3 separate regions of the Mus musculus genome follow, and all the other regions are linked to region 3. The links are chromatin contacts, called in public Hi-C maps. All regions are on one chromosome and are shown on one strand. Each heading gives the region's core, a stretch centred on a gene start, on an enhancer-like site or on the middle of the called end of the contact. The rest is flanking DNA. Distances are from core to core; before and after follow the strand shown.

The links. Hi-C and Micro-C count contacts between places; a contact is called where the count stands out from the background.
Region 1: a contact with region 3 is called in a Hi-C map of ventral hippocampal neurons, with 1.6 times the contacts expected there. The contact joins two enhancer-like sites. A contact is called at or near these places in 2 of 484 Hi-C or Micro-C datasets (embryonic stem cells and ventral hippocampal neurons) and 1 of 9 other capture datasets (embryonic stem cells).
Region 2: a Hi-C map of cerebellum shows a contact between it and region 3, with 1.9 times the contacts expected there. The contact joins two enhancer-like sites. A contact is called at or near these places in 5 of 484 Hi-C or Micro-C datasets (brain, cerebellum, embryonic stem cells and 1 more) and 1 of 9 other capture datasets (embryonic stem cells).

The regions. Positions count from the first base shown.
Region 1 is chr4:48,001,044-48,006,002 of GRCm38.p6, reverse strand. No RefSeq gene overlaps it. Among named protein-coding and RNA genes, the nearest start is that of Gm52735, 38 kb to the right of the region's middle. Within about 2 kb of position 2,317, at least 9 of the 459 cell types and tissues checked have an H3K27ac peak or open chromatin away from gene starts, as enhancers often do. A contact at or near this core is called in ventral hippocampal neurons, where this site is marked.
Region 2 is chr4:47,978,351-47,983,074 of GRCm38.p6, reverse strand. No RefSeq gene overlaps it. Among named protein-coding and RNA genes, the nearest start is that of Gm52735, 15 kb to the right of the region's middle. Within about 2 kb of position 3,309, at least 10 of the 459 cell types and tissues checked have an H3K27ac peak or open chromatin away from gene starts, as enhancers often do. A contact at or near this core is called in cerebellum, where this site is marked.
Region 3 is chr4:47,706,616-47,711,363 of GRCm38.p6, reverse strand. No RefSeq gene overlaps it. Among named protein-coding and RNA genes, the nearest start is that of Gm32544, 70 kb to the right of the region's middle. Within about 2 kb of position 3,188, at least 19 of the 459 cell types and tissues checked have an H3K27ac peak or open chromatin away from gene starts, as enhancers often do. A contact at or near this core is called in cerebellum and ventral hippocampal neurons, where this site is marked.

The sequences.
Region 1 (4,959 bases), core at 1,068-3,567, 300 kb before region 3:
CACATGTTGATCAGCAGCAAGGCCAGCCTTAGCAATCATAGAGTGTGTGCTGATTCTTTTGGATGCCTGCTTTCCAAGTCATGGTCTACTCCTCTGCTTTCAGGCTCCTCAGCCCTTTTGGCTCTGGGATGTTCATACAAAGGGATGAGAGTAGCCTGGCCAATGGCATGCTCAGACTTCTTCCTTCCTTCCTTCCTTCCTTCCTTCCTTCCTTCCTTCCTTCCTTCCTTCCTTCCTTCCTTCCTTCCTTCCTCCCTCCCTCCCTCCCTCCCTCCCTCCCTCCCTCCTCCTCTTCTTTCTTTCTTTCTTTCTTTCTTTCTTTCTTTCTTTCTTTCTTTCTTTCTTTCTTTCTTTCTTTCTCTCTCTCTCTCTCTCTCTCTCTCTCTCTCTCTCTCTTTCTTTCTTTCTTTCTTTCTCTTTCTTTCTGTTTTTCGAGACATGGTTTCTCTGTGTAGCCTTGGATGTCCTGGAACTCACTTTGTAGACCAGGCTGGCCTCGAACTCAGAAATCTGCCTGCCTCTGCCTACCTAGTGCTGGGATTAAAGGCGTTCGCACCATGCCCGGCTTGCTCAGATTTCTAAAGGAAGTGAGCAGAATAGGATTCAGTCTTGCAGCCACTGAGGGCTTAGTCAATGTAGACTCTATTCTCTAAGGGAACTTAAGGGTTGAAAATACTGAGGGTTCTGAAAGGAAGAGGAAAAATTCAGAAATAACCTTTGTGGGCAGAATAATGCACCTTTTCCTCTTCAAAGAATTCTGTCTCATGTCTAGGATCTTAACATGTTCACATGACAAAGAAGAATTAAGAATCTGATCAACCTACTCAGTACATGAAGGTCATCATGGCCTATGTTGATGGCCCAGCATAAGGTCTTTAAAGAGAAAGCAATGGGCTGACAGCTGGGTATTCCAGTGCAGGCTTTGAAGGAAGAAAGGACCACGAGTCAAAGAATGTAGGTGGCCTCTGGAAGCTAGGAAAAGAAAGGAAGTGTGTTCTCTCTAAAGCCTCCAGAAAGGAGCACAGCCCAGCCGGCACCCCGATTTTAGTCAAGGCAGATCCATGTTGGGATTTTGATCTATAAAAATGCAAAATAATGCATTGTGCTGTTTTAAGCAATTGGATTTGTACTAATTTGTTGTAGCACAGTACAAGTCAGATACCATTCTGATACAAATGATAGCAAACACATGACTGTAGCAATAATATTTTAGTAATTAAGGGCATCCCAGGATGACTCCTTAGGAGTCAGCAAAGAGGGTGATCGGACTGAATGAAACAGCATCTGAGATAGTGGGTTGGCAAAGACAAGAAGCTTGAGTTTAAGACTTAGGGTCTTGAGGAATGCGGTGCTAGGGAGGAAGGCATTAAGAATCCAGTTCCGGGGCTGACAAAATGTCCCTGGAGGCAAAGATGCTTGCTGCCAAGTCTGATGACCCCAGTTCAGGCCTCAGGATCCACATGTTGGAAGGAGAGAACTGATTTTCTCAAGCTGTCCTCTGAGCCCCCCCATACATGCCGTGGCACACATGTACCCATATGTATCCATACATAATAGAAATAAATAATAAATGTAACTAAAAGAACTCTTTAAATGGAAAGAGAATCTTAGAAGCAGTCTTAGGCCTTTGGGACAGAGGATTTATTCGCATAGAGATGAGACTTGGATGGGAGTACACATGACCACGGTGGGTTTGTACTGGGATAGGGATACAGAGAGGACGTGGGACAATGGGGTGTATGCATTTATATCTGAGTAGTATGAGGGTCGTGAGACTTGATAAAGGTCCCCAGTGAGGTCTTCAGGAATAATGTGATTGTGGCCAAAGCATTTCAGTAGTATGAGGTTAGCGACGTTGGCCCATCTAGAGCCTGTGGTAAACAGTGGAGTATGACTTTCCCATCAGCAGAGGAACTGTGTCCCCCCTGTGAGTATTCATCATAGTTCTTCAATGTAGAAGTGATGATCCTATCAGGTGCCATCACTCAGTGGTTAGAATATTTTGTAGAATTGTGATACAGTATGTGATGTGATCTGATTTGTTTCATGGCTTCCAGTTCAAAGTCTTTCCTAATTGTTGAAAGCCATGGTGTGGGGGTGAAGGGGATCAGGGGACTCTGGACCCCAAATCTCTCAATTCTGAAGCATTAAGCATTCCAGAAACCTGAAACCCTAAATTCAGTAAAAACTGTCTTTGCATTCTGTTTGATTTTGTACACTTTTCAGTTTCTCACAAGCCTTTCCTGACAGAGCATTGTAGCATCTGCCAGTGATAGGGCAACCAGAGGGTTTGGCAGCTTGTGGGTGGGAGTTTCAGGGTTTGGGGACTTGGCTGCAGTTAGATTGGGCTGTTGGAGTGGGCGGACGAAACTGTGTATTGATGATGGTCTTTGCTTCCCTAAATCACAATTGCATCACATGAGAGATCTGGGTTTATGTTGAGCACTGCAAAAGCCTCCTGGGAAAAGGGCAAAACTGGTTTGAGTGCGTAAGAAATTTATTTATGGCAATCATGGTATCAAACTGAGATGGGAGACTGTTGAGAATCTGGACCATTTTATGGTGGAACAGAAAGAAAGATCCATTTTAGTGTTGTAAGTAAGAAACATATAGTAGAGTCGCTTTGTAGTTAGGGTGATTTTTTGAGTCTTAGTGTGCTTTTCATAGGGCGGCAGATAGGATATTCTTATTATGCTAATTCAAATAGGAATGGATTCTGGGGATAAGTATCAGTGAGAACAGAAGAAGAAAGCTGAGCAGAAAGCAAGGGGCCAGCTTCCCAGGAGGAGGTGAAAAGGCTGTCAGGCATGGTTGGCCAGGTTTCTTGTGACTCATCGGCACTGTGGCACAATATGGCTGACTCTCCTGGACAGAGGGTCACAGCTCTCTGCAGGGTTAAGATGACTCACACGTTAGGTCCCAACGGAGGCTTACCTGCCATGCTGAAATATGGCTCTTTCTTTGATTTGACTTTAGTTTTGAACTTGTGGTAGCCTGGTTTCTAGTGACTGTATTAAGTGGTAGAAAGAAAATTGTATCAGTTTTTTTTTTCCCCCCGGATAAGATTAGAAAATCAGAGTTAACTCCTGCTTTTTGCACACTGCTCTTTCACATGGACCACTTAGGGGAAGGTTCAGACACACATGTGTGCAATATAGTGTGCTGAGACTTTGCTGACAACTCTGATGGGGTATGTAAAGGAGCTGGCCTCTCACATCCCAGCTTTCCACCCTCTTCCTGTGAAATCTTATTTGCTTCCTTTCACAGCATCTTTAATATTTTGAGTCTTAATTGAGGCCCAGCTGACATATAAGAGGCGGCACATGTCTGGAAAGTAGAACTCGATGGACTTTGACATAGGATATACTTGTGAATAGCAATGCCCTCCAGTTTCCTGGTGTGCTTTATAGTCTGTGTGTTCCTTCCCTTCTTTCCCCAGGATGCCTCCAGTTACTAGAGATGAGCTTATGTTTTCTGGAATTTCATAGAAATTGAAACACAAAACATGCATCACTTAAAATCTGGCTTGTTTCATTTTCTATAATTAGCTTGAGATCAATCTTCACGGTTATGAATATCCATAGTCCATCCCTTTTGACCTGATGTCACTTTACTGAAGTTAACCAGACAGAACTATTGTTTTTGATTCTGACATACAAGGTACCTATTTTGGAAATATAAATTGGGTGCCAACCATGTACCAGGTTACTGTCCTCTGCACCTTATTATTATTATAATTTGAGATTTAAAAGCTTTTTTATTTCCCAAGTATACATGTTTTGTCTGAAAGTATGTTTGGGCACCACATGTGGGAAATACCTGTGGAGACCTGGAGAAGGCGTTGGATCCCTTGGGACTGGAGTTACAGATGGTTGTGAGCTACCATGTGAAGACTGAGAAGTGAACCTGGATCCTTTGGAAGAGGCCAGTGCTCTTACCATCTGAGCCATCTCTCCAGCCCTACTCTACTATATTTTAGATCAATGTCCTTTATGCCCCTTAGGCCCACGCATGCCCATGCATACTTTTCCTCACAATCAGCAGCTCCATGGGCGTGGTATGTGTTTTAGAACCGATAAGCCTGTGCTGATATGGAGACACCCAGAAGCCAGTCTTGGTGCTATGCATTCTCTGGGTTTGGACAAATACAACATGATACTCATCTGAATATCATCCCAATAGACTATCATATAGAATCTTTCTCTGCCCCTAACCTCTCATTCTCTGCGCTTCTATCCTTAAGCATTAACCACCCCCTGTAGTTATCAACATCCTGATCAAACTCATCTCCCAGCCAATGTGAAATTCTTCCCTCAGTCTATTGCTGGAGGGATCCAGAGAGTGAACTAGAGGGAAAGGAAAATGGAGGAAAAGAGGGAGAAGAAGAGGGAAACGGAGAGAGGAGAGGATTAGAGGAGGAAAAGGAGAGAGGGAGAGAAGGAAGGGCAGAGTAGAGAACAGAGCAAGTAAAAGAAGGAGGGGGGAGGAGAAAAGGAAGGGAGAGCACAGCTTCTTAAACCTATCCTCCCGTTTTCTCTATTCTCTAGGCCATGGAGGATCGAGGATTGGACACACAGGGTAACAATGGCTCACATACTTATGCATCTGCTGGTGTACAGGTGCCTTGGCCTGGCTTTGGTTACCTGGTTCTGCTGATGCAATGGCCTCCAACTTGTAGTTTGAGCTTCTTAGAGAAGGTCAGGGGCAGGTCTGCCATAGCACACAGAGACCCCTGTCTAGCAGGGCATCGCTTCATCTTTCCTGGCTGTGTACATGGCAGTGTTTACCCATCTCTCCTCCCCCCCCCCCACCTCTGCTGTGATAGAAACCGCAGAGATTTGCTTCTGCTACTGTGGGGTGAGAAGGGCAGAGGTGCTTGCTACCAGGGTGTCTCTTCTTTTGGCTCTGTTCTGTCCACTCAGAGCAGAGGGATGCCTAGTTTCTCTCTTAAAGCCTTTC
Region 2 (4,724 bases), core at 2,060-4,559, 270 kb before region 3:
GAGGGGATTAGAAGTAGGGTCAGGTCTCAGAAGGGAAGGAGGTGGCATGAGGCCATCCGTAATCTTTTTTTTTTCCCCATAGTATTTTTATTGATTATTTGGGAATTTCACATCACGAACCCTGATCACATTCACTTCCCAGTCTTCCCAGGTCTGTCCCCACCCCTTGTAGCCCTCCCTAAAAGAAGTCTAAGAAGAAAAAAATATGAGTCTAATTGTTTGTTTGTTTGATTGCCCATATCCTCAATGGAGCATGGTCAAACTCCCAGTGGCCAGCCCCTTAAAGAAAACTGAGACCTTAGGGGAGAGCTTCAGTATTCTAATTATATTTTTAAAGAGTTATCTTCAATGGTTTTCTGTCTAAGCTGTCACTTTTTTGGGGGTGGGTGTAAGAGTTGTCACAGAAACCTTCTCTGTCCCTCTTTTTCAACTATGAGTCTGGAGTCATCGACACCATTGCAAACGTAGCTTCCTTGTCCCTTACAGTTAGCAGGAGCACAGATCATGGACTTCTGGATGGTTTCTGGTGACAGCATGGACCACGGACATCCACATGGACGCAGGCATCAGCACATGCCAAGCACTGCAGCCTGGGCTCTGGTGGCAGTAAAGACCACAGACATCAACCTGACCTCAGGGGGCAGCACAAGCCAATCAGATCAACAAGCCATCAGTAGTTGTAAATGCTGTTGAAAGCTTGGGAGAAGGTGGGAAGTTTGGTGTGTAGTAGGTCATTCGTGATCCTAGGACGAATTATGAGTAAGGCGCTATGGAGACGATAAACGAAGATCATTATCACAATCTGGGTACTGAAGAGATAAATGGGGGAAACATGACAGAAAGCACAGCGAGGCTAGAAGAGTGCTCTGGGGAGTTAGCTTTGAACCCTGGTGCAGCCAGCCGAGAAGGCCCAGGTAAGACTTGAAGAAACAGGATTCTAGGAGATAGGAGTTTGTTCTCTCTTCCTCCACCCCACCCCACCCACCACGCCCCGCCCCGCCCCGCCCCACCCTGTCCCGATTTCTCTCCGAATGAAGGTCAAAGAGATAAACTTACTAGGAGAGATACTTGGACAAGGAGTCAAAGACAGAAAGGAGGATAATGAACAGGACAGAGGAATTCAGAGAAGAAGAGAAAGGAAGTGAAAAAATCCCTCAGAACACTAGCAAGCTACACACGTAGGGTCTTGTGATTGGGGATTTTGGGCACCTAGAGGAAGAGAAAGTTTTGAAAGGCCACAAAAGGGATGGAATAGATGTTGATGAGAGGCAAACGAGGCACTCACAGGGGTAATGAGGAGACAAACACAGCTAGGAATTCAGAGACAAATCAAGAAATGAAAGCCCAACTTCACAGTTTACCCCTCCCCCACCCACATCAATTTACTGAGAATTGAATTCCAGAGCATTTCAGCACCTTACTCATGAACTTGTCGCTGTTCTAACTCCTGATCCTGCTTTCTGAATGAAAATAGGTATGATGATTGATTATAAAGTTAATTTAGGGAGCTAGTTAAATCTGAAACGTGACCCACTCAAGAGCCCAGTGCCTGTGCATATCGGACAAACACCCATGATAGTGAGCAAGTGGGTGAGTCATGAGAAATGATTCTGGAGCAGTCTGTATCTCAGAGTGTGTGTAGTGGGTAAGAATATTTTGTCAAATGTTTAAACAATTACAGTTTTGCATATGAAAGTTGAGTGTGTGGTTTATGTGTAATATCTGCCAGTTCACTCATTATCAAAGAGAAAGTCATTGCTACCATGATCATTTTGGAATGGAACTCCAGGGCTTCCTGCAGACGGCTCAGCAGATAAGAGCACTGGCTGCTCTTCCAGAGGACTCCAGTTCAATTCCTAGCACCCACATAGCAGCTCACAACTGTGTCTAACTCCAGTTTCAAAGAACCTGACACCTGCACACAGACATATAAGCAGGAAAGCATCTATGCACATAAAAATAAGTCACTCTGAAAAAGAAAGAAAGAAAAAGAAAAAAAGAGAAAGAAAGGAAGGAAGGAAGGAAGAAAGAAAGGAAGAAAGCAAGCCTATGGCTTTGCTATGGAAATCACAGGTTCAGAGGAATCGGTCATTTCTGATAATGAAATGAGAGCATTTAAAGTGTTTATAACAATGCTTAGTATATTCTCAGATCTCAGACTTAGTTCCTTAAATTTCTGTGTCATCTTACAGATGAAGCTTTGAATTTCTGAGGATTCATTTCTCAGAAAAGTTTGAGGAAGGTTGAATCCCCTCCGAGATAGCTCTGGAGTGATATTCTCATTTGTATATAGCCAGCATCAAATAATAACGTTTTAAAAAGAATTAAATTAAATTTTATCTTTTACTTACTCACTTTACATCCCACTCACTGCCCCCTCCCACTAGCCCTCTTCCACAACCTTTCCCCCTTCCTCTCCCCTTCTCCTCTGATCTGGTGGGGACCCCTGGGTATCCCCCCTACCCTGGCACTTCAAGTCTCTGTGAAGCTAGGTGTTTCCTCTCCCACCTTTCAGAAGTGATCATTGGGGGCCAAACGAAACGGCTGAAGCCCCGGCTATGGCATTTCCATGTGCAGCAGGTAGCCACAGAACAGGCAGCTGCAGCAATAAGCTGTATGATGGTATTTCACTTCTGACTACAGAAGCCTCCAGATTTGGACTAATTTTTATTTACATTAGTTCTTTGGGATTTCCACACAGTGTATACTGATCATCTTCATATCTTTCCTGCAGCTCCTCCCAGATCCACACCGACTTTCTCTACCATCCCCAACTTTGAATCCTCTCTCTCTTTCGTTTCTAGAACCTATCAAGTCCAATTTGTGCAGCCGGTGTGTTCTTGGGTATGTGGTCACTCGTCGGAGGGAGCTTTACCTCCCAGAGGCCATACCCTTAAAGAAAATCTGTTCTTCGTCTCTAGGCAGTTATGGATTGCCAGTAGTCCCTGAGTTAGGGGTGGGACTTGGAGGCCAACTCCCCCAGTCATACTGGGATTTTGTCTGGCTTGAACTTGTATGGGTCTTGTGCATGCCGTCATAACCACTGTAAGTTCGTGTGTGCAACTGCCCTGTTGTGTCTATATTTTTGCTTGCTTGCTTTTCCATTTTTGCTCCCTGAAACTAAAGAGAATGAGATTCAGAGGAAAAAAAAAAGAAGAAGAAGAAGAAAGTCTTTGACACTCTGTGTTTCCAAAGCACATTGTGCTCACTGGTTATTTCTCGTCCTGCTGGGACAGCAGATGGGCATGTCATCCGTGATGTCCACGGGCTTCAGCGTGAGGTGGGGTCGGAGATTGTCCTGGCTGCTCGCCCAGGAGGTGGAAAGGAGTGACTCAGAGTTTCTGGCTGGGCTCCAGGGAGGCCTCAGGAGAGCCCTTCTCACTTGAGTCAGTGCTGAAACCTTCTCCAGAGTGTAGACTCAATGCTGATGATACCCATGTCTTTGTGTGTGTGTGTGTATGTCTGTGTGTGTGTGTGTGTGTGTGTGTGTGTGTGTGTGTGTGTGTGTGTGTGAGAGAGAGAGAGAGAGAGAGAGAGAGAGAGAGAGAGAGAGAGAATGCATATACGTGTTTATCCACTGGTGCTGCCTTTCCTGATTTATAATTGCACAGAGAACAGTGGCTTTCCTGCCCTCCCTCATTTCTTACGTTTCAGCTACAGACTACAGAAGGGGTAGTCTGTATTTCAGAGGTCTTCCTGGCTAAGGAGTGTAACTTCTGCCATGAGGAGTTGGGCATCTCTGTGCATGGACTCCTGTTTCAGCTTACTAAGCTCTATGATCCACCTAAAATTCTAATAATTGCCCACAGACATCCTTATTTGTATGCCTCCATTATGTTGCATTTGAAAAACAAGTCAAGAGTGGATACTTTTTTAAAAACTGTATGCTCAAGTTAAGTTGACTCTCTCCATGTCTGTGTAGACCCCCTTATAATTCACTTCATATTTTTAGCATAAACATTTGCTTGCCCCCCACCCCTCCCCCCATTGGTAAGTCTGTACCAAGAATTCCAAACAATATCATCAAACCAGGAGAGAATTCACAATGGAAAGGCAGAAGATCTATGTTGGCTCCAGTGTCTGTCACCAGACTAATAAGCAATGTCGCTGCAGCTTGAGGGTTGTGCTGCCGCAGGCTCAAGGCTGTTCCTTCTCATGAACTCAATGATCAGGGCAGTTTATCAGCTCTTGCAGTGGTTGTCTGGGTTTTCTTGTAAGAAAAAGCGTGCTTTTTAAAAATCATTTTTGGAAACGCATTTGGTACTTCAGCATGGTTGTTGTATGTGGCCCCCTGCCTGGCCATCAGTACCACAGGGACTAACCATGGGCACTGGAGCCAATCACATCTGGCCTTGTGTTTTGGATCTAGACTGCTCTCTATCATGCGCTCTGGCTTGAATATAAAATATCTTTTCAAAAGGCTCACAGGTTGAAAATCTTGGTCTTCAAAGCAATGTTCTGACATTGGACTTTGGAGAAATGATTGGATCATGGCCTGTGGCTGGGATCCCTGATCTAATCAACTTGTTCATACCTATATGGATTCAGAATAGGATGTTTTTTTTTCAGGGGGTGTCCTCTTTAGAGGAAGTAGGCCATATGAGGTATATTTTCAAGGGGTTGTCTTGTTTCTAGCCCCCTTCTTGCTCCCTTGGCCTCTCTATCCTTCCTGGCTACCACAGGGTTAGTCATTCTTTCCCTCCACATTCTCCGGTTCTAATGTT
Region 3 (4,748 bases), core at 1,939-4,438:
GTCAAGCAGGCTTCCTGAAGAAGCCGAAGATGGAGCCTAGTTGGTGTGGAAGATGGTGAATTGAAATCATCATGTGTTAACAGTGAGTTCAAATCCCAGAAGCATGGGGTAGCTGGTGCCTGGGGGGTTGAGAATGACAGGACATTCCTGGGTGATAACCAGAAGCTCAGTGATGATGGGATTGTGTCCAATAGGCATCTACAGACACCAGGCAAGGGTTTATCTTTGCAACCAGAAGCTACTGAACTGAAGGGCTGGTATATAACATACTATTATAGCCAGTGGAGTCTCAAAATGGCAAGGCCATTTATTTTAACTTATTTTCAAATGTAAACACAACAAAATTTATATTTATGGTATATAATATATATACACATATTTGACAAGTATATAGCCATATACTCACTCCCAAAATCATAACAGAATTTCATCTTGTAAAAGCAGGACCAGCAGTCTCAATTAATCTGGACCCCTGAGATCTATCAAACACTGGACTACCAAACAGGCAGCATACATCAGATGATATGAAGCCCCCAACACATATACAGTAGAGGACTACTGGGTCTGTGTTCAATCAGAGAAGATGCCCCTAACCCTCAAGAGACTAGAGGCCCCAGGGAGTTTAGAGGTCAGGTGGGGTGGGGATTGGGGACATCCACGTGGAGACTGGGGGAGTGGGGAGGAGGTATGGGATGTGGAACAGTGGAAGGGTGGACGAGGTGAGTGGGGGAATAAAATCTGGAGTGAAATAAATAAATAAAATTAATTAATTAATTAAAATATCTTGTGTTCCCCGCTGTAGTTAATTCCTGCTGCCATCCCAGTCCTCTCAACAGTCTCATTTCCTTTGTCCAAAATGTCCTAAGAATGAAGCCATACAACATGTAGACAAAGCCTGACTTAAACATTGAAAAGAAATGGTTGAGTTTGTGTCTTCATACCTTTACGTTCAGAGACTATAATGCTTAATGAAGAGAAGGGTGAGAGAAAATTAGTAAGATAGGAGAAAAGTTCTCAAATATGGAGAACATGGCTCCCGTTCTTCTCCTTAATCACTGACCTACAGCTTAGCCGAGAAATCTCATCCTTCTGCAGACTGTCATCGTCCCTAGGGAGGGTACCACCATTATTACTAACTTGCCTTTTGTGAACATGGATTCATTAGATCCAAAGCAGTATCCCACAAAGTCCCCTATCTGAGGCTTCTCCCTGCAGTTCCACAAACATATCACAGAGCTCTGGACAAAGCAATGCCTACTTCATCCTGCAATACCTGGGGAAATGCCTCAACCTCTTCTTGTTCCAGTGATAGCTAGAGCTACTAGGACCTCTCTGCTCATTTGTTATGAGCTTTCTGAGCTGTGAGCAGAGAGACAAGTCCCAAATTTCAGATCTGGGCATCATCCTGACATCTAATTGATGGCCACAAGGCAGGTGGCCTTGCTATGCAAAGTGAATCTGGGCTCTGAATCAGTAAGGCCATGACAGCCCAGTGACTCTAAAATTTTAACTTTAGAGATATTCTCATGTTGATCAAAGCCTTCCTTTTATCAACATTTTCCAGCAATTTATTTTCCCACATATTCTAGAAGTTTCATGCATATGTACAAACATACATGTATTTCCTGTTATACATGGAATCATGATGCATCACATTGCCTTTTATAAGCATTACAGTCTCTGCAGCGTATACCTTCAGAATTCCAGTTGGTTATGGCAAGAGTTTTGGGACAAATACATCCAAGGACAAAATCTATACAGAGGGGGAAACCAGATTTAGCGAAGAACTAACTCATGGGTAATTTTTTTCTGGTTTGTTCACTTCTTTATTGTGTGATATGTATGCATAAATGCACATGTGCAAATACACTCATCTGTAGGCCTTGTGGAGACCAGAGGTCACTGTCACATATCTTCCTCTATTACTCTCTAACACACACACACACACACACACACACACACACACACACACACAATGAGAGACTCTGTATCTCACTGAACCCGGAGTTCAACCTTTAGACAAAACTGCTTGGCCAGTGAGTACCTGAACTCCACCAGGCTCAGTGCCCCCATCAGGAATGGAGTTAGAGACCTGGATTATCATGTGTGCTTTTCACATATGTGTTAGGGACCCAATCTCTGCTCCCCATGCTTGAACAGCAATTACTTTACACATTAAACCATCTCCCGTAGCCTTAGTATTTATTATTTTTCATACTTTGTAAAAGTTATGTAATAATATAATTATATGGGAAGATAAATTCTGGGTGTTTTCTAATTTTATAAAATTAGACATATAATCTCATGGTGAATCAAAGCCTTCCTTTTTAATCAACATGTTCTAGAAGTTTATTTTCTTGCATGGTCTAGAACTTTCTTGCACATGTACAAATGAGTGTATTTCCTGTTATACATGGGAACACAACACATCACATAGCAGTTGTTTGGTGGGTTTTCTTGTTTTATCGTCGATGTATATTGGACACAATTCTATGTCAGAATGCATAGCTTAACCTTGTCTTTCTAGACACTTCCATGATATCACATCATTTGCACACACCATGGCTTATCCTATCTCTTCTCCTATGGAAGGAGGTTTAGTTTATTTCCATTTTATTCCAAATAATGCTGCAATGAGCATCCTCTCACACATGTCTCATATATGCCTTCAAGTCCCCTGCCAAGTATCAGCAAGAAGAAAAACAGTTTCTTGATATCAGTTTCTACGATCAAATAGTCTTGTCTTTTGTTCCTGTGATGGCCCTCACAGGGTCCAGACTCCATCTGAAGCCTACCTTCTAATAAGCCCCGCCTTTCTTCACTTGTCCTGTTGTCTTTTGCATCCCATCTTGGCAGAAGACCTGAAGGTCCCTATGTTTCCCCTGATGCCATCACACTTTCCTTCTCCAGTGGTTTGAGACTCTTGTTACATACAAGCAGTCACAAAAGCATCCATATTCTTAACTTCACAAACTCTCAGGTAGGACACATTTTAGCTTGTGACCTACCTAGTCTGTCCTTTCTGGATGGCAGATGTTAAGTGGCTTTGAACTTGCTTGAACAGTGAGACCCAGATATAGAGAAGAATGAAAGATAGATAATTGTCACATTTCTAGCAAGAGTGCTGTGGGGCTGACTTCCCATCAGCATCAGCTGGGGGAGGAGGAGAGGAGCTGGGCTGCCTGCCACCATGTTTGGCATGGCTGGGCTTCCAGATTGCATCTATTTTTGTAGCTCTGTGAGTTGGGAGGAGATTAGAGGATAGTCAGATTTCCTGCTTCAGGTTGTAAATTGATCAAGAGGTGGAAAGGCTCTAGGTTCAGAGTCAGGAGACCTGGCTTCTGCTCCCAGGTTTCCCAGATACCCATAAAGAGACCTTGGGAGAGTCCCTTTCCTAACCCCATTTTCCCTCAGCTCTGAAAAAATAAAGAGAGAGAGAAGTTGTGTTAATCAGCAGGAATGTCCTTTCATCTCTGACATTGCACAGCTTTGAGGTTCCAGAAAACATATCCTGCTTTGTCTTAAACTTTCTACACTATGAGAACATTTACCCATGTATCAAAAAGACTTAATAGAAGTACCTTTATTGATAATTGTGTGTAAAGAGGAACTAGGAGTCAAGTCTTCACCTTCACCTGTGATCTCTCTTCTGAGCTTTGCCTTCAGTGGTGACAACAGAGACTTGCTGCACAAGATTCCAGAGACACGTCACACATTCTAGACAAAGCTGTCCAGCTTCTTGGATGCACAGAAGCCTGCCTGTGCCCCAGAGTAGCCTGTGAGCCTCTGAACAGGATATCATTCTGCACCCTACACACTAAGGTGTCCAGTCCTTTTTGAGACTCCAGGGTCACACATTCTGGGTATATTAGCACATGTGCACCTCATGCTCCAGGTCAATCTCCTTGGCTACACTCGCCCGAAAGCACCTCTGGGCTGTTCCCTGCTGAGCATTTCCAAGTATCTCTAGAGGCCACAGCTATGACATTTCTTCCTGGAGAATTTCTATACCTATGATGCCCTATGAGTCTTTCCCTGTCTAGGTATCCTTGTGCAAAACAGGAATGAGTGGGTGGTTAGAGTCTTCTTGGAAAACTTTGGGGTATTTTGTTTGTTTGTGCTCTCTCCCTCCCTCTCCCCTGACCCCTCCAAGATCCTTTGACCTCTTGAGAAACTGTCAAGTTAAGCTTCTATATTCATCTGTTTTCCATCAAGGTACCTGAAGTGTTTATAAAGAGCAGAAGGTTCTTTGGCTCCTAGCCCTGGATGCTAAGAAGTGTAAGGGCATGATGCTGGTGTCAGCTTGGCATCTGGTGAGGACCATCTTGCTGTAGAAGAATCATAGAGCAACTGTGCTGGCTTGAGTCTCTCTTCCCGCTCTTCTGGAGTCATCAGTGGCACCGTAGAGCCCCATGCTCGTGATCTCACTGAATCCTAATTACCTTCCCAGGCCTCACCTCCAGATGCCACCAACAGATCAATTTGGCACATAGGCTGACAAAACTTGAAGAATTCGTTCAAGCCATAGTAACCAGCTTAACACATTTTATTCTTTTTTTTTTTAAATGGCCTATAAGACAAGCCTTAAACATTTACCTTTAGCAATATACATAGATGTGCATGCCTATGCGCACACACGTACAACATGAGCATAAAAACAATTCCTGTGCAATAGCATTTCTTCCCTAACCAAAAAAGATACTGGGGAAACAAAGAGACTGAATTCCAAATGACAATAGCAACATGCT